2 separate regions of the Mus musculus genome follow, and region 1 is linked to region 2. Evidence: chromatin contacts called from public Hi-C data. All regions are on one chromosome and are shown on one strand. The core of a region is the stretch at or near the end of the contact, and the rest is flanking DNA. Distances in the headings are between cores, read along the strand shown.

Evidence for each region. A called contact is a pair of places that touch in the nucleus more often than the background predicts.
Region 1: a Hi-C map of the C2C12 cell line shows a contact between it and region 2, with 2.0 times the contacts expected there. The contact joins the enhancer-like site here to the promoter of Ttc39b in region 2. A contact is called at or near these places in 2 of 39 promoter capture datasets (the C10 cell line and macrophages), 1 of 15 datasets of contacts at CTCF or cohesin (CD8 T cells), 10 of 484 Hi-C or Micro-C datasets (the C2C12 cell line, the HL-1 cell line, brown adipocytes and 7 more), 6 of 115 datasets of contacts at active chromatin or transcription factors (the 230-238 cell line, CD8 T cells, a colorectal cancer cell line and 3 more) and 3 of 9 other capture datasets (adipose tissue, liver and pancreatic islet).

What each region holds. Positions count from the first base shown.
Region 1 is chr4:83,378,099-83,381,356 of GRCm38.p6, reverse strand. It overlaps Gm11413 (predicted gene 11413), which reads left to right. Exons shown (of 3, transcript NR_045450.1): 3 at 1,878-3,040. Among named protein-coding and RNA genes, the nearest start is that of Gm11184, 3.3 kb to the left of the region's middle. Within about 2 kb of position 1,411, at least 35 of the 459 cell types and tissues checked have an H3K27ac peak or open chromatin away from gene starts, as enhancers often do. A contact at or near this core is called in the C2C12 cell line, the HL-1 cell line, a colorectal cancer cell line and 2 more, where this site is marked.
Region 2 is chr4:83,322,513-83,326,177 of GRCm38.p6, reverse strand. It overlaps Ttc39b (tetratricopeptide repeat domain 39B), which reads left to right and starts at 1,989. Exons shown (of 20, transcript NM_027238.2): 1 at 1,989-2,107. The coding sequence starts at 2,066. Gm42306 (a long non-coding RNA gene) reads right to left here and starts at 3,408. Exons shown (of 3, transcript XR_881382.3): 1 at 1,411-3,408; 2 at 426-688.

The sequences.
Region 1 (3,258 bases), core at 162-2,661, 56 kb before region 2:
AGTGTTTTAAAAACCTGTTGCTTATGACACAGCCAATCAAACTGCCTTTGTTTATCATCTGCTTTTGCTGAATATGTGTCTTTACTGATTTTCAGCTTTGATTCTCCTCCTGTCTTCTTGATACAGGTCTGGCCATCTAGCCTAGACTTCCTTTGAACCCTATATCCTTCTGCCTCAGTTTCTCAAGTAGTTGGATAACAGGGGTATTTGTTTCTTTTCTGCTGCTCTGATAGAACACCCCAAGAAATCAACTTAAGAAATAAAGGGTTTATTTTGACTTACAGTCCAGGACCTGAACAGTCATTCATTATAGGAAGGCATGTCTGTAAGAAGATGAGGTAGTCAGGAAGGAGAGCGAAGAGGGAGCAGGACCAGGTTATAAAAATATCAGCCCATCTTCCTATGATATACTTTCCCCAGCAAGGTCCTTCCTCACCCCCACCCCCACCCCAGACAGGGTTTTGCTATATAGCCTAGCTATCTGGGAACTCACTATGTAGACCATGCTGCCCTTGAACTCACAGAGATCTGCTTGCCTCTGCCTCCCTGGTACTGGGATCCTGTGCCACCACCACACAGCAAGACTCTATCTTCTAATATTTCTATAACCTATTGAACAGCACCCCTAGCTGGAGACCAAGTGTTCAAACACATAACCCTATGGGAGACATTTCGTGTTTAAACCATGACCTTTAGCCTCCTAATGGTTTTTCCGGTCTTACTTTTCTTAGGTAATTGTGGTTGTTACCCCTGGCTACCATCATACTAGTTATACCACTTAGAGACCTGAGAACAAAAGCCGTTTCCTATGTCAGTGAAATCATTGGGTTTCCCAATCATGTAGGTAGGCAAATCAGATATTTGTAGCTTGGGTACAAGTTAGTCTCTGTAGAGTTTATGCATTGTTAATGCCTTGGCCCCAGTTCAAACCAAATGAATCACACTGGAGCCAGGCACCAGGATTTTGAAAGAGCTTCCCAGACGATTTTTTTATGTGGCCAAGATGGCAAAGTGGTGACTTATATCCTGTCAGCATCTTGCTACTATTTGGCTCAGGGATCAGTTTTTCTTAGTCGTTTGGATACAGAACATAATGGTGGGGCATATCTGGGGGCTTGCTCTCACCTGTGAAGTTCCAGGGTCTGTTTGTTGAATGGCTGCCCCTGGGATACGTGTATTTTCATGTCCTTTGCCCATTTAGAGAAAGGTGACTTTTTCACTAGTTTCATAATCATGCTCCTTCCATGTCCCTGATCGTCCAGCCAAACCAGTGGCTACAGCCATGAATAAGTATGTAACCATATATCTGGCCATTTTTCCTCTCACCGGGCAAAGTGTATGTCTCTGTGAAGTGCCTGGGCTCCTGCGCACTGTGCTGGTTTCTCTTCACCAGAGCCTTTGAGGGCCGTTCTGGGAAAGTGCTGTAACATAACTGCCCACGCCTGGATCATTCCTGCCTAGAGTGGAGAACCAGCAGTGAACCAGGCCCTAGCATGCTCTTCTTCTACCAATCATAGAGCATCTTCCACGAAGTTATAGATGCTTGCCTGTGTACAGAAAGCCTTGTAACATAAGTGAGGAGCATGGACATTTAGACAGGTTTATGTAAGTAGTTTGTATCCTTACGACCTGCTCTGGCCTGATCACATAATATGCTGCCTCCATTTTATAATGGACAGTTTCTGTGCTTTATGGCCTTCTGGGCCTTCTGATTCAAACACATGTCATTGCATTCCATGGGAAAACACTGTGCCTCCTGGGGTACATTGGTATGTCCTTCTGGAAACATTGTCTTGGGTAACTATGATGGATTTCTTTTTCCTCAATTAAATCATTTGAAGTGGGAACGATCCACTTTTAATCTGTTTCTTTTGAAGATGGGAAGATCGACCTTTAATCTGGGCCACACCTTCTGCTGGAAGCCTACATAAAGAAATGGAAAAAGGAAGATTGCTTTCACTTGGCTTGACTTTCCTCTCCATTGCTGACAAGCCCATTCCTCCAGTGGCATCAGAGATTATGTCTTGAAGATTTTAGCATAAACTGAAGATACTCAGCTGAGATATTCAGCCCTGTGGACTGAACAACATTCTGATACTAGATTCTTGGAATTTCTGTTGGCAGACAGTCATTGTTTGGATTAGCTAAACCACAGCCTGTAGGCTACTCTAACACATCCCCTTTCTATATCTAAATTTAGATGCATTCTACCAGTTCTGCTCCTTTAGAGCAGTGGTTCTCAACCTGTGGGTCCCAACCCCTTTGGGAGTCAAATGACCCTTTCACAGTGGTGGCATATTAGATATCCTGCTTCTCAGATTTTTATATTACAGGTCATAACAACAACAAAATCACAGCTATGAAGTAGCAAGAGAGGCCAGAGAAACATGTAGGTACCCATATGGAGAGCAGAGCAGGGCAGCACAACATGCAGAGAAACGAGGGACAAATGGTTAGGAAGCAGGTAAAGAGAAGTGACAGCTGAGGAATGGACCCTAGAATTTGTAATTAAATTCTGTGGGTGGCAGAAGCCCGCAGAAGCAAATGCTGTGTATATAACTTAAGAGAAGACACTACATGGAGTAGCAGAGAGATGCACCAGCCAGTGCAGAGAGAATGTCAAGTGGATGAGGCTACAAACCCCCAAAGCCTGGCTTCAGTAATTTACCTACTCCTTTAAGACTCTGTCTCCTAAAGATCCCATAGCCCCTCTAATCAGCGCCACCCACTGAGAACCAAGTGTTCAAATACACCAGCCTACGGGAACACTTCTCATCCAAACCACCACACGATCACCGTTTGTTTTCTTATTTATTTATTTATTTATTTATTTGAAACAGGGTCTTACTGTATAGCCCTAGCCCACCTGAAACTCATCATGTACACCACGCTGGCTTCAAACTCACAAAGATCCATCTGCCTCTGCCTCCCCAGTGACAGAATTAAAGGTGTGTACCATCATGCCTGGCCTGACAGGATTGTTTTGTATGTTTATTCTCCTTTGTTAGAGATTATTTGAGGCAGTTTCTAGTATGGCTACAATAAAAATGAAAATGTAGAAGGGTCAGGGAACCTTAAAATGCCACTGTGAGCATGGACCACGGAAATGAGGTAGAGCATGTGTTAATTCCAGAGACGGCAGGAGAGAGCCACTGACCCAAGCCGTCATGTCCGTATTAAGTAAAGCAAGCTTTTTATTCACGTACACAGGCTGCCTCCCCCTAAGGCAGGGTCCCAGTGGTCAGCCATGGATGTGTA
Region 2 (3,665 bases), core at 740-3,239:
ACCAATACTGAGAAAATCAAGGTCTCCTCTTGGGGGTTCTTAGTTTCATCGATAAAATAATTTAAGAGTGGACTCAATTGGAAGCTAGAGGACAATTTTCTGAGAGTTTAGAAGAAATAAAACTCCAAGGCAGGTGAACTGAAAATCTCAGGTTCTTCTCAGAGGAGGCAAAAGGAGAAGGAAAAAAAAAAACCCAAAACGAACAAAAACCAAAAACCAACTCATCATGGAGGTGAGACCCACGATGGGGAGGAGCTATGCTTAGAGACCATAGGCTTAGAAAAGAGAAGAAAAGGAAAAGTTTAGCTTTTCTGAGTAACTCGGAAAAGCGGGCAGACTCAGGAAACTGCATGCCGGCTGCTCTGTAAGAGACTGTGTGTATGTACAGTGCATTATCTCATTAAAGAAAGAAGCATTCCACTTACCTTTTTAACGTGGCTACAGAAGAACCCGCCTTCTAAGGGGCAGTGTCTTAGCCAGATGATTGACATGCCTTACAAAAATGTCAATTCTCCAACCAGATTAATATCTAGTATTCTCTTGACCAGGAGGAGTTTTTACCTTCATTGGTCTTAACTGCTGCTGTGTCAAAGACACTTGGAGACAATAACATCATGAAGCTGGTATCAAGGATGCCATGGTGACTCCTGGGAAATGTGTGTTAATAGGCCTCCTCTCAGCTAGTCTCCTGAAATCCACAGGGAGAAAAGAAGGTTGGCTGTAGTCACAGAGAGACCGGCTATTAGCCAGGTGCTGCCGCCAGACTGCGTTTCTGATTCTGGCATCACTGTTTTACTTAGCAGCCTGACCCTAGGAAAGTGACTTAAACTCTTACTAAACAGTGTCCCTCTTCCTATGAGAATAAGTGAGACAAAACATACAAGGGCCCCAGCATAGTCCTAGTACACGATTAGTTCTCAATTACAATTAGTTTCCTGTTTTTATGTTTACAGACCGATAAGCCGTATTTCATAAATCAGATAGATACTGAGTATGTAAATGACTGCATACAACAAAGTGGGGAGAGATGGGGTGATAGCAACGATAGAAGTTTGGTGTCTGGGGACACCACAGAACAGGGATAGGACATTTTTGGGATGCTCTATATGAGTGGGGTGTCTTGTAACATTTGTTACCAAATTACACCGTTAGGGGAGTTTAAAATAAAACTGACTCTCAACCCTAAATATTTATAGTTTTAACTTTTTTTTTCCCAGTTGGATAGCTCAGTTATTTTGCAAGTCAGAAACAGGAATCAATTTCTAAATACAGTCAAAAAACATTGTTCTAGGTTCTAGGGATATAGCATAGAAAAAGACAGCATCCTTATCCTCATGGATAATTGAAGCACAAATTATGTCTATTTGGATTTACAGAAGGCTGAGTGAGAGATGGTGTAGCAATAAAAACCTGGACCGTGCTGGGAGATGTACAGGGCTCTGAGTTACACCGAAGCCGTTACTTCGCAAACACAGAGGCAAAACAGAGCTCCTATCTCTTGGAGAGGATGTTCTTGACACAGCGACTTGGGCATGTGATGTGTCAGATGCCTCTAGGTGACCAGTGACCCATAGCTGTCCTCTAGCTGCATCTGTCAGATGCTCTGTCCTCTGGGCGAAGTAAACGCTCTGGTTCCAGACCAAGGACCAGGTGGACCACTAGCCACAGAGGGAGCGCAGCCACGACCTTGGGTTGTCAGCTCTGCGCGCTCCAGTCACGGCGCCAGGCTCCTGCCAATCCTCTAGGGAGGCCAGTACCCCAGAGGTCCTTTTCCCGAGCACCCGCTGACTCTGTGGGTGACTCCTCCCCACGGAACCTGGTTGGCTGCTCTCTAAGGAGGCCGCGTGCCGGGGCGGGGCTATCCGGCGAGGGGGCGGGGCATTAGCCTGGCATCCGCTGGGGTACTGGGTGCGCAGTGGATACCGCGGCGCCGGGGGCGGGGACAGCTCGGTCCGGTCGCTCGGGGCCGCCTGGTTCCTCCTCCACCCGTGCTGGGCTGAACCCAGAGCCAGAAAAGAGTCGGTTCTGAGTTCCCTGTGGGTGTGCGGCCGCCGCGGAGGGGAACATGGCGCTCGTGGGCAGCCGAGTGGAATTGGACGCGGACGAGGTGCGAGGACAGGCAGAGCGGGCTGGTCCGGGCACCGGCGGGCACCGGCGGGCGTGGGAGGGATGCGGAGCCTCCGCTGGCACGGAGGGTGGGCAGGGCTGTCCTTCACGCCGAGGAGCGTCCCACGGGGCCAGGCAGAGCAGCCCGGGCCAGCCTGAGCCTCCTTGGACCCTATGGGCTTTTGCGGAACCGTTCTGGACTCGACTTCTGTGTCGCTTTCTGTGGAAGTTCCGCGAGGTGTCCGCCGGGCGGGTGGGGTACGGCTGTCTAGTCACCCCGGGACCGAGGGCCGGAGCCTGAGCCCCGCGGCCGGGAAAGGTCCCTTGTCCAGAATCGCCGGCGGCCTCGCCTCTCTAGGCTACCGAAGTGACCTACCGGGTCCTCGCGCGGCGCCGGGGTCTGAACGCTCCCGGGCGGGGGCGCCCGACCTGTTGATTTCAGCGCTTCCTTCAGCTGCTGCTGGGAGCGCGCGCTCTGCTCTCAAGTTGAGGGTCAGGCTCCTGCCGCCGCCTCTGCTGCCATTTTACCTGACTTGAATTTTACAAGTCGCGGCCTGAGAAAGCCTTGATTTCCAATGATGCAATAGATGGGTGATGTGGAGGAGGCGAGTGAGTTAGGATTCGGTCTTTACTGCCAGAAGATCCTGGTAACGAGTAAATACTGTGCTTTAAATGTTGACATTAAGAACCGATCAAAACCCCAAGGATCAATCTTTATGCTACAGACAGTTAAGGCGGCGAACCAGAGCTTTCTGAGGACCAGCCTTGCGGTGTGGGCCCAAGACCACACACCAGGGAATTAGCGCTTGCCCAGGGGGCATGGATGTGTTGCTGGACCTTCTAAGGACACACAAGGCAAACAATGAGATAGAATATTTGTTACTATTTTCTTCTGTGACAACTTTTATTTATAGCTTTAGGCAGTCTTTTGGCATGGCCTGTTGCCTGCGCTTTTAAATTTTACATTCGTAATCCAGGTAACACACTACTACGGTACTTTGACCATCTACTACTTCCTCAAGAGTTTCTAACGTTCCCTCTTGTGTATACATTAAATAGCCACAGTCTTGGCATGATGGAGGCTGTTGTACAGTCTCAATAGCTTATCCCAGGCTTGTCTCCAGCTGCTTCCCTGTCCATAACCATTTAATCTATTTGTATTGAAAATGAAAGAACAATCCTGAGCCTGGTCTGTAATCTCAGCACTCAGATGGCTGAGTCAGGAGAATCACAAATTCAAGGCTAACCAGGTCTAGACACATAGAAAAATCGACTAGCATGGATATTTTTTTTTCTTCCGTAATAAAGAAAAAAAAAAAAAAACAATCAAGACCCAGAGTAGCTCCTAACTATAGAGTGGTATTTCTGACTCTGGCTCACTGTTGAAGAAATGCAAGCCATAACAGTAGATGTTAAATGGGATTGTCTTGGCATATTGAGATGAAGGTTACTCTGTCAACTGCCAATAAAACAAACTCAAGAGCTCATGTCGAAGTTAGGTATCAGAGCAGCAGACAGCCTGGCACAAAGACTTGAATACATGTTTGTTGAGTGACTGC